Regions from separate parts of the Capra hircus genome. Here region 2 is linked to region 1. The links are chromatin contacts, called in public Hi-C maps. All regions are on one chromosome and are shown on one strand. The core of a region is the stretch at or near the end of the contact, and the rest is flanking DNA. Distances in the headings are between cores, read along the strand shown.

Region 1 (5,933 bases), core at 1,212-3,711:
GCAGCAGGCTTCCCTGGTAGCTCAACTGGTAAAGAATCCGCTTGCAGTGCGGGAGACACTGGTTTGGTTCCTGGGTCGGGAAGACCCTCTGGAGGAGGGACAGGCTACCCACTCCAGTCTTCTTGCCTGGAGAATCACCATGAACAGAGAAGCCTGGCGGGCTACAGTCCGTGAGGTTGCAAAGAGTCGGAGATGACTGAGCGACTAGGCATGGCAGAGCACAGCACACAGGTAGATTCTAAGTTGGCTGGCGTGACGAGGAGGGTGAGCAGAGCCTTGACGAAGTTGCAATGAAGAGGCAGGAAGCCCAGTCCGTGGCTGCGGGGCAGTGGTGGCAGGTGGGCTGCCTCCCAGTACTTGGGTCGAGAGGGGGAGATGGCATGGTTTGTTCACCGCTTGTCTTCCTTGACAGACTTGAGGTTTTCTGAGCAATATTCACTCTGTTCCCCTCGATGCAGGCATTAAGCTACATGCCTGCCATATAGTAGCTGCATAATGAATATCATTTACTGTGTGTGTTAGTCACTCAGTCGTGTCCAACTCTTTGTGACCCCACAGACTGTAGCCCACCAGGCAGGCTTCTCTGTCCATGGAATTCTCCAGGCAAGAATACTGGAGTGGATTGCCATTCCCTTCTCCAGAGGAACTTCCCAACCCAGGGATCGAACCCTGGTCTCCTGCCTCACAGGCAGATTCTTTGCCATTTGAGCTACAGGGAAGTCTGAATATCATTTTAAAATTAAATAATAAACCTGAGGCTTTCAAGGGCTAAAGTCTCTCTTGGTAAATGTCATGCTGCACTTGAAACAATATGGTTTATTGTCAGATATCTTTTGATGTTGATTTCTAACCTAATTTCACAGTGATAAGAAAACAGACTCTGTATGATTTCATTATCTTTGGACCATGAAATTTTTACATGTTACAAATTTGCATTGTTTTATGTCCCTGGATATATTATTCCAGTGTCTCCTGGTTTACAGTCTATGGGAACTTGAATAGAATTTGTATCCTGCTGTTGTGTGAAAACTGTATAAACCTTAACTATGTTGAATTGGCTCATAGTGCTTTTCAGGTCTACTATATCCTTCTATTTTTCTATCTGTTTATTCTATTAATTTTGGGGAGTTTGACATTGAAACTCCTAAGTAAAAATCTTAATTTATCTACTTAAAAAAACTGTAATATACAATCACTATATATAACTTTGTTCTGTATTTTCCAAGTTTCCTATAAATGTGTTATCATACTTTCATAATTTAGAAAAAATTTTAAAGAAATATTAATTTTTTAAAAATTAAATAATGAACGAATAAATGGATGTCTTGAACACAAGGTTAGACGGGCTGCAGGCCAGCTGAGTCAAGCATTTCAATCATGGTAAAGTGACCTCTGACCTTACTTTGAAACAACAACAAAGATCAGAGATCAAGAAAGCTGTTATTGAGCAACTACTAAATAACAAGCCTTTTACAAGCAGTATGTCATTTCATGCATTCAGCCACCCTTTGGAGGATGAAAAAGCTGAGTTTCAGAGAGGTGAAGTAACTGGCCAAGGTCACACAGCCCGAAAATGGCAGAGCTAAAATGCAAACCCAAGCCCTCACTTTGCTGTTTCCAAGGCTACTGGCACACACCCATGCCTCTCAGTCATTTTCATGCCACGCCCGCAGACCTCGGTCTCCTCAGAGCCACTGTAAAGGACATGAGACCGATTTGGCTGCACTGGGGAACAAGAGCCACTCAGCTTCCACCAGAGGAGTTCTCCTTTTCTCCACTTCACCTACGACGTTTCCTGATTTCACCCCAACCACACAGTTCTTGTGGGAACGAGAAAGAATGAGAAACCGGTGTGCTGGGCCACACCACTTCCTCAAACCAGGCCAGCAGGTCCGGTTTCCAGCCTCAACTCCACCACCAACTTGCTGCGGGATCCGGGCCCATCACTTCTTCCTTTCATTCTTACACAAGAAATGCTGGGTGACAGATAATGAAATCCCACGGTGCTTCTTAACTTTCCAGAGAGGACAAGACTTTCAAAAGAGCTTATTCAATGAATGGAAATGGTTGGGCCACCATGTACCATCCATGGCAGCAATTAGATGAGGGTGATGAATTACCAGGCAGAGTTTAGCAGTCATTGCTAGAGGCTGTGGCTGATGACTGTCCATCACATCTAACGGGACTCAAAAAGAAAACGCTAGCCAATCTTTTGACCTTACCCGATAGTAACCAGCACACGACAGATCATGGGGAGCTTAGTCAACAGTCCGCCGAGGCACATCCACTTACCAGTAGAGGTGTAATACATGAACATACTGATTCTCGAAGAATTCGTAACTGGAGACACTGCCACACTCATCTATGGTTCGACCATTCTTATACCAAGTTACCTCTGGCTTGGGCTGGCCTGATGATAAAGAAATAAGAATATTCTTACTAGGTGAAGTCTCTTTGGAAAATCATAAAGCTATGAATAAGAATGGATGATAAATAATCAGGATAAGCATGATGGACATGTCATTGGGGAACCAGAAAAGCTTCTTCTCATGGATAAAAACACTTCCTTCAATAAGCACTCTTGGGCATGTTACGTGCCTAAGAGGATGCTGGGCTGGAGTCGGGGCAGGGGAGCATGCAACGTGGAAAGTGCTGCTCCAGATCTCGAGAAGCTGTTAAGAGGGCTTCCCAGGTGGCCCAGGGACAAGGCATGCGCCTGCCAACGCAGGAGACATGGGTTCAAGCCCCGGTCCAGGAACATCCCATGTGCCTCGGAGCAACTGAGCCCATGCACCACAGCTATGGACTCTGTGCTCTACAGGCCGGGAGTTGCAGCTACTGAGCCCACAGATCACGGCTCCCGAAGCCCGCGCACCCTAGAGCCCGTGCTCCACGACAAGAGCAGCCACCGCGATGAGGAGCCTGCTCGGCAGCTAGAGAGGAGCCCCTGCTCGCTACAGCCGGAGAGAAGCCTGTGCAGCGACGAAGACCCAGAACAACCATAAACTAATAAATAAATAACTTTCTAAAAGACTGAGTGTCCTTAGCTACTATTTTTTTTTAAAAAAGCTATTAAGAAAAATTATCTACAACTTAAAGATAAGGCGAAAATGTGGATGGTATCTTGCTTCAATGTCACATGGGACAAAGGTCCGTCTCAGAGTTATCCAGGAGAAATGCCTTCTGCTTCATCAGTGATTACTATTGATTACAATCCCCAGACTTGAAGTTACATATAAACTTTTGAATTTTTATGCAACAGAGATGCAAATAATCTCCACATAGAAGACATGATAACCCCATAAACTACAGTTTATGGCCATGTAGGACAATGACCAACGTTCTATCTAACTCAGCAATCTTATCTTAACATTCGTTTATTAAGTTGCCTAGAAACACCCAGTTTCTCAAATGCGCTTTAACCAGGCCTTGATATTTTCTGGTTCTGTTTATTCAAAGAATTGAGAGACTTTCTCTGTGGTCCAGTGGTTCAGAGTTCCCCTCCCAAAGCAGGAGGTACAGATTTGATCCCTGGTCAGGGAACTAAGATCACCCATGCCTCTTGGACAAAAAAAAAAAAACAACAAAACATAAAACAGAAGCAATATTATAACAAATTCAGTAAAGACTTTTAAAAAATTTTCCACGTGAAATAATGGAAGAATAGTTCCTGAAAAAAAAGAATGGAATAAAATTTTTGACGTTCACTCCATATTTGCATGGGAATCACTTTACCTTTTGAAAATTATACCTTAATGGTGCTCAGAGTTGCTTTATATTGTGGTACGAAAAAGCAAAGAACAAAATAGATGAGCTAAAACCGTGTCTTCCTGAGGACGAAGGAGTCCGGAATGTAGGTTTCCCAGGCTGGTGCCGTGAGGACGTGTGACCGATATTATCACAGAAATGGACCTACGCTTTCCCTCTCAGGAGGGGTTCACCCTTCCCCTGGTGATCGTTAACCGGATAGACTGCTAATGGGCTAATCTGGTAAACCCCCTCAGGAATTCCATTCACCTCGTGGAATTTATTCCCCCTTGTGACAGACAGGGCAGGAAGGTTTCCAGTGTGTACCAGAGCTTTCTCGCTAGCTCCCATGTCATTGAAAACATATTAGATGTGCCACCTCTACTGGAGGAAAACCTGGTATTTGGAAGCAATATCTTCTCACCAGGGAGGCCCTCCTCTCTCTCTGTGTCTCCTCTAACTTGGGGTCTCCCCGCTGTGCTCCCACCTCCTCTTCCTCCAGGCAGGCAGACCGACCAGGTATCGGTCCCTGGTGCAGGCAGCAGACAAGCCTGCAGGCAGGGACATCTCCAGCAGCTGCTTGGCTGAGTCTCTTTCAAGCAAATGACTAAACCACCAAAAAAAAAAAAAAGCTTCCCTGAAAAACCATCAAGGAAGCTGCTGATCATATTTCATTTCTGCCTGTTCTTATCAGACTTGTGTTCCCCTTTGGGTCAGTTTTACCGAATTTCTTCTTAGGAAGCATTTAATTGCTCCTCCATGGTGTGTTCCTGAATTTATGGAAGCCATGATGGCAAGTATGCATAAGCTGAGCCTGGGTGACTCATTCTGATTTCTCGGGCTCCAGTGTTTCATTTCAGGCGTAAGCGGGGCTGATTGAATCCCCCGGCTTCCTACTGACTGACCATTTTTTTCCCTTCATGTGGTACAGAGCTGAATAATTGGCCCCAGAGGAGATTTGCACAGAGAAGTGGTATCTTGTACCTAGTGGGTAGTTCTCTTTTCACCCTCTACTTGCTGCAAACCTCACCCCAAAATCATACCCTTGTTTTTAAGCCTACCTGCAGGTCGCTTATTGAGAGCCACCTGCAGAACATTTCACAAGTATCTGACTTATGTGTGTGGGGACCAGTATCCAACGTTAGGGCCCATCCAAACCTTGGGCTTCCTAGGGAGACAGGGGGCTATTCTGAAGGCTCAATAGTGAGCCTGAGCCCGTCTCTCTATCTGAATGGCTGTGGACAAACACCAAGGAAGGGGGGGTGCTGTCCTCTCGGCTTGGGGAGTCAGGTGCCCAGTCCTATACCCAAAGATCCAGACTGGAAGGTGAGATTTAATTGCAACTTCTGCTAAGGAAGCAGAGCCATTTTAGAGACTGACTCTTCCCATCTCTGGACATAGAAAAAGGGAAAAAGGGGTGAAAAGTTTTCTTTCATCCTCTAGACAAGACCACCAGTGCCTCCATATTTTCAAGGGTAGACATAATTCAAGAAAGAGAAGAAAACAACTCACAAGGTACCAAATACTGCTTCCCTGCCCAACAACTTTCCTTTTAATACCAAATCCTGGGGACTTCCCTGATGGTCCAGTGGTTAAGACTCCACGTTGCCAGTGGTCATGGGTTCGATCCCTGGTCAGGTAACTAAGATCCCACATGCCGTGCGGTGGAGCCCAAAGATAAATAAATAAGTAATAAATCCCTTTTCCCAGGGTGAAAGTTGTGGACCAGCTCTGGGTTATTTATGCTCCAGACGGGGAATTCCAGCTCCTGATCTCACTCTCCCTCCACTGGGCGTGTTTGTATTGGTTTTGACCTTTTCACTGCTGACCAGCAGAGCTGAAAAAGGCAGACAGTGGGGAGATGAATTTAGCCTAGGTGGGGATATCAGTAAAAGGTGATGAAGAAGAGTTAGGTACATTGTCTAGAGTGAAGTTATTCACACCCTTCCCATGCGCCACAGGAAATTTGAGTGGATTATCTGAAGAAAAAAAAAAAAAAAAAGGACAAGTGTGGGAGTTGCCTAAACAAGAGTCACAACAGGACATGGAGAAGGGTCACCAAAACGTGTCCAGAAAGGTACTCGAAGAGATCTTCTGGAAAGAGAAGTCATAAGGATTTAATTGCTCAATCAGTTACTCAGAACTAAACTTCCCAGGAGATGTTTTTAACAGTGCCCTTGTGAGCC
Region 2 (5,933 bases), core at 1,809-4,308, 120 kb after region 1:
TCCAGGGTTGCCTGGGGCCACTGCTGCCCTCGTGGGTGAGCGGCCGGGACCTAGGGGAGAAGCCGTCAGGCCATGGCTGCCCCAGCCCTCCCTGAGCTCGGCCAGCTTCCTTAGTGCAGGGCCCGGTGTACCCTGCAGGTGCCGCTCATGGGAAGAGCAGAAAGGCTGCTCCTTGGAGCCCGCCACCCTCAGCCTCCGCCCGTGGCACCTGGGCATGGACTGAGCTGCCCGGGCACCTGCTGCCACCCCCACGTGGGCTGGTGACTGCGGGCATGCTGCCGGCGGCTGCCCACCAAGAGGCTGCCCCCTGCCCGGAGGCAGCTCCCACACTGGCGCCCACAGGCCTGAAGTCGAGGACACCAGGCACCTGGCGAGGGGCAGGCAGCTCTGCGGGAGGACAGAGGTGTCCTCCCCACGCTGTGCGTTCTGCACCCTCTGTGACGATGCTGGTGACAAGGCTTGCTCTGGGATTATAGGGCTTAAGCTGAGAAGATACAGTCCCACTTTCCTCCACAAAACTGCTGATTTCCTTAGCCACTCTGATGCTTCTAGCCGCAGCAGCCTTCCTGGTAGAGACGTGATCCCACCAAGAAGAGGCAGCATGAAATTAAAAGGCTTAGGCTCAAGAGGACAGCTCCCCTGGGTTCAAAGCCCAGCTCTGCAGCCCTCTCATCTCTTAAGCCTCACTTTTCTCCCAAGTACCATCTGCCACAGGGCTCCTTGTTCTTGTTGTTCAGTCATGTCTGACTCTTCGCAACTCCATGGACTGCAGCACGCCAGGCCTCCCTGTCCATCACCAACTCCTGGAGTTTACTCAAACTCATGTCCGTTGAGTCGGTGATGCCATCCAACCATCTCATCTTCTGCCGTCCCCTTCTCCTCCTGCCTTCAATCTTTCCCAGCATCAGGGTCTTTTTCAGTGAGTCCGTTCTTCACATCAGGTGGCCAGAGTATTGGAGTTTCAGCATCAGTCCTTCCATTGAATACTCAGGGGTATTAGTAAGCATTAGATAAGGTCACCCAATAAAAGCATGAGCAGGCATATAGTAAAAATAAAACATAGGTCACCCACCAGGTTATTAAACTGCAGACAAAAGAAAGGTGTAGTGGGCTGAATAGCGCCCCCTCCCCCACCCCGCCCCGCCAAATGTATCTCTTAATCCCCCAGAATCTGTGACTGCAACCTTATTTGGAAATGTTGTCTTAGCAGATATAACTAAGTATCTGGAGGGAGTTCCCTGGTGGTCCAGCGATTAGGGCTCTGTGCTTTCACTGCTAAGGAAAAGCACAATCCTTTGTGCTCAATCCCTGGTGGGGAACTAAGATCCTGCAAGCCGCGTGGTGCAGCCGAAACATGTTTTTTTAATAAAATAGGCACACACACACAAAAAGATCTGGACGCGAGATGGTCCTGGATGAAGGCGGTCCCTACCCCAGTGGCAAGTGTCTGTGCGTGTAAGGGGCGGGAAAGAAGACAAGGAACGGTGGAGGCCGCGTGGAGGTGGAGGCGGGCACGCGCGGCACAGCCGCAAGCTGAGCGCGCGCCCTACACGCTGCAGACGCACGGGGAGGCGTGCCCTCCAGACTCTCCCACGGGAGAACGGCCCCGCCAAGACCCCACTTTCTGCCCGTTGATACGAAGTTTGGATTTCTGGCCTCCAGAACTGGAAGACAATAAATTTCTGTTGTTTCATGACGCCAAGCTGGTGAAAATGGGTCGTGACAGCTCTAGGAACCCGCACAGGATGGCAGCTCCGACTCCAGCCCCGAGCGGCCTGGGAAGGACCCGGAGCAGCGCGGGCGGAGCCAGCCGAGCCGCCGCTCCCCGGCTGCTGTCAGTCTCGGGCGCCCCCTCCTGGCCCCAAGGCGGACGCGCGCCCCCGCCGGCCCAGACACTCACTGTCTCTAGAGAAACGGCAGAACGGAGGGGATCTCAACATTTGAAACAGAAGCTTGTCTCCAGGGAGGTGCCTGGTGGCCCAGTGGTTCGGATTTGGCGCCTTGGCCGTCGTGGCCTGGGTTCAGCCCCTCGTCGGGGTCCTGAGATCCCACAAGCCGCACGGCGTGACCCAAAAAATTTCTAAGAGAGGATTTTTAACCATGCGTTCTTTCCCCTCGTCCTGAATAACACAGCCAGCTCTGTATCCCGTGTCTCGCTCACACGCTCTGTCTTCTCCCCCTTCTCCGTACGCTCAGCTCCGCCGTGATGACCCAGCTTTCCTCTCGCTTCCTTGGCCCGCTCCTCCCGGACGGAGGACCGTTCCTGGTAGCCCAACCACGCACCTCCCGGGGGTCCCCTCTACCTTGTCACACAGAAATGAACTCAAACCTTCCCCCGCTGATCACAAACTACTGTCAGCTCACTTCAACCTAATCGGGTCCAAAACACACGAACAGCTCGTGGCGAAGATCCCCCTGGAGAAGCAAACGGGCCGACAGGCTACAGCCTATGAGACCGACAGACTTAGTGACTAACCCTCCCCAGCAGGGGAGCAGCTGACGCTCCCGGCCAGGAGGGGAGAGCCGGGGCGGCTCGCTGGTGGTGACATCCGCTGCACCCTCAGAGGAGGGATCCGACCCCAGTGAGAAACTCTGGGGCCTGAGCAGCAGCGACCAGCGGGCCTGAAGGGGTTGGGAGCCCCCTTTAAGGACTCCGGGTCTGCACCGTCCTCTGGGGCCTGCCCAGCTCTCTGGACCAGGCCTTACTTTGTTTTGTTGAGTTCTGGGTGGGTTCAGTTCAGTTCAGTTCAGTTCAGTCGCTCAGTCGTGTCCGACTCTGCGACCCTATGGACTGCAGCACCCCAGGCCTCCCTGTCCATCACCAACTCCCGAAGCTTGCTCAAACTCATGTCCATCGAGTGGGTGATGCCATCCAACCACCTCATCCTCTGTTGTCCCCTTCTGCCCTCAATCCTTCCCAGCATTGGGGTCTTTTCCAGCGAGTCAGCTCTTCCCATCAGGGGCCAGTGTTGGAGCTTCAGCTGCAGCATCAGTCCTTCCAGTGGTGGGTATGCGCCGGGAGCCCAGCAGAGGGCAGCGCAGGCTCGTTTGTCCTTCACTCTGCGTGGGTTTTTTACAACCTGCGAGCTTGCTTCCTGCTGCAGCCCAGAGCACAGGGAAGGCCGGAGCCTCGGGAAGGGCTGCTGGAGCAGCGGAGCAGCGGTGTTTGCAGCCACTCGGCCAAGCCACAATGAGGCCTTGCCAGTGGCCATGCCCCTCCTGACCTCTCACCGCTTGACTCTGGTGCTGCAGTCCGTGGGGTCAAAAAAGAGCCAGACACGCCTGAAGCCACCTAGCACTCACATAACTGGGATCCAATATACCTAACCCTGAGCATCCCCGTCTAAACCATTTCAAGGGCACCGTTCAGTACTGGCCAGTGTGCACAGAATGCTCCCACTCTAGAGTTTGTGATTTCTCATGGACAGAACCCGAGGCACAGCTATGGTGAAAGTCAGAGAAAAGGCCAAGACCTGGAGATTGCTTCTGTTGAGAAAGGAGGAATTCCAAGGTGCGACCCAGAGGCTTCTCAGGCTATGGTACACCTACGCACTTTCCAGACCCCTCTGCCTCGAGGGGCTGGGTGGGGGTTTCCTGTCCACTTCAGTCTCATCTGCCCCCAGCCCTCCCCAGACACTAGCCGGACAAAACCTACAACTCAACTGGGAGTCACGGGGAGCACCCCCAAAGGGATCCCTGCCCACGTTCAGAAACAGGACCAAAGGTTATTCAAAGTGAAAGAAAGTGAAAGTCGCTCAGTCGTGTCCGACTCTTTGCGACCCCATGGACTATGCAGTCCATGGAATTCTCCAGGCCAGAATACTGGAGTGGGTAGCCATTTCCTTCTCCAGGGGATCTTCCCAACCCAGGTCTCCCGCATTGCAGGCAGATGGGAATGAGCCACAAGGGAAGCCCACAAGTTATTCAAAATCCTCTCAAATATCACTCTGAAAATAATCTGTACAGTACGTAAATGGAATGTCAATGGGAAGTGATGATAATTGTGCCCCCAAAACATTTTAGACTTCCCTGGTGGCTCAGTGATAAAGAATCGGCCTGTCAGTGCAAGAGACAAGGGTTCAATCCCTGGATCGAGAAGATCCGCTGGAGAAGGAAATGGCAACCCAGTCCCATGTGCTTGCCTGGAAAATCCTAGGACAGAGGAGCCTGGCGGGCTATAGTCCATGGGGTCGCAGACACGACTTGGCAACTAAAATGGCAGAACACTTTAAGCCGTAAGATGCATTCAGGGTCCTTGGCCTTTGATGAGCTCCAAAGTGAGCAAGACAGAATTTGAATCCCCAATAATAACAACAGCTAGTATTTAGGCAGGTCCTGTGAGCCTGACACAATGTCAGCTGCTTTTCTCATTCAGGCTTTTGTGATGGATGGAGGTATTGTGTCCGATTCACAAAGGAGGAAACTGGAGCCCCCAGGACTGCTGGACTTGCTCAAGGTCACAGAGGAAGAAAATGGTGGAGCCTGCATTTGGACACTTCAGACCAGCTCCAGGTAACTGGCTAGTGACCTCAGCTTTGCCTGGCTTGACGGGGGTGAAGTGCAGTGTCTAAGAGAGAACTGCAGGAATTCTGGCTCAGGGAAGCCGAGAAGCCTGGGGAAGGGTGAGTTTCCCATCTTTGAATAAGGTCAGAACCACCACCAGTTCCAATCGCCCTTAATCTGGATTGGTAAATTCGCACATAAAAAACGTTAACGGGGCATTCACGCACACGCTCACCAGCCAGACCACCTCTTTCCAACACGTGCCCTCCATTTCCGCCGTAGTGCAAAAAAAAAAAAAAAGTTGCCAAAACATCTCAGAACATCCAGGATGCTTTAACCCTCCAGCGGGAAGACCTCCCGAGGCCTGGCCCTTCGTCCGTTTCCCACTTGCCTTTGCTGCCAGCTCTTGAAGGGATCTGAACCTGAGAACATCTGGCGAGGAGGTCGTGTCATCCTTGGATCCGAAAGCGCCAAAAGAAAAAGTAGAACAAGGAATGCCGAATGCTTTTCGGAACTGATTCGCCTGCACTTCTTTTGTTTTTGCTCTCATACGTTTTGGCTCTTTTATTTCAAACTAGTGGTAGGTGGTGGGAAAAAAAGGTTTGAAAGTACTCACCTGCGCCAGGCAGCTGAGCCAACGATGAGCTTAATTAACCTCTCTGTCTCTCTGACCTTCCCCCTCAACCTCCACCCACTTCGCTGGCACAGGCACCGGCGGCGTGGAAGGACCTGTCCGCCACTCTAACTGGTGACGACCTACGTCTGTTTATTCCCTCATCACCCAGCTACACTCACAGACCAAAACCTACAGCCTTCAGTGCCCAGGAGGCGACTGGTTTTTAGCCAAGGCATTTGTGAACACAGTTTCCATTTTCCCTTTGTTACCTGTTAATTATCTTTTGTAATCGAGGCCTGCTTTCATGTGTAGGTACAAGTAGGTGATATTTGAATGTACTTTGAGAGAAGTGTTTCAGCAGATATTGGGTACTAAAAAAATAATTGGAACAATAAAAGCCCCGCCTGCTCTCTCCCAGGGGGCCCTGTCTGCCTCTGATGCTTTGAATATTTATCTTGCGACGTCCCTGGCAGTCCAGTGGTTAAGACTCCGTGGAAGGCTGGACTTCAAAGGCTCACCCTGCTTTCTGGAGGAAGACGTGTGTACAACTTTAGGGTCTCACCACCCCTAGCTCAGGAGAGCCCCAGCTGTGACCTCCCTTGCCCCGAAGGTGGGGAGCATGTGGAGAAGCGTAGGTCCCATCTTCATATTTCAGAACCACAAGGGCAACTCGTACGTAAAATGGTCCACAGTCCTTGGACTTAGAGAAACTGATGTGATAGAAAGATTTCCATATGATAGAGGTTTCTCTTTGCAATGTCACTGAGTCTCGCTGCCCTGATTTCTCAGTGTGAGAGGCAGAACAATGGCTCCC

Evidence for each region. Hi-C and Micro-C count contacts between places; a contact is called where the count stands out from the background.
Region 2: a contact with region 1 is called in a Hi-C map of liver, with 3 times the contacts expected there. The contact joins the enhancer-like site here to the promoter of ALPK2 in region 1. A contact is called at or near these places in 3 of 5 Hi-C or Micro-C datasets (blood and liver).

Annotation. Positions count from the first base shown.
Region 1 is chr24:57,916,300-57,922,232 of ARS1.2, forward strand. It overlaps ALPK2 (alpha-protein kinase 2), which reads right to left and starts at 2,462. Exons shown (of 11, transcript XM_018039363.1): 1 at 2,293-2,462. The coding sequence starts at 2,462.
Region 2 is chr24:58,034,648-58,040,580 of ARS1.2, forward strand. No RefSeq gene overlaps it. Among named protein-coding and RNA genes, the nearest start is that of MALT1, 69 kb to the left of the region's middle. Within about 2 kb of position 3,059, at least 3 of the 5 cell types and tissues checked have an H3K27ac peak or open chromatin away from gene starts, as enhancers often do.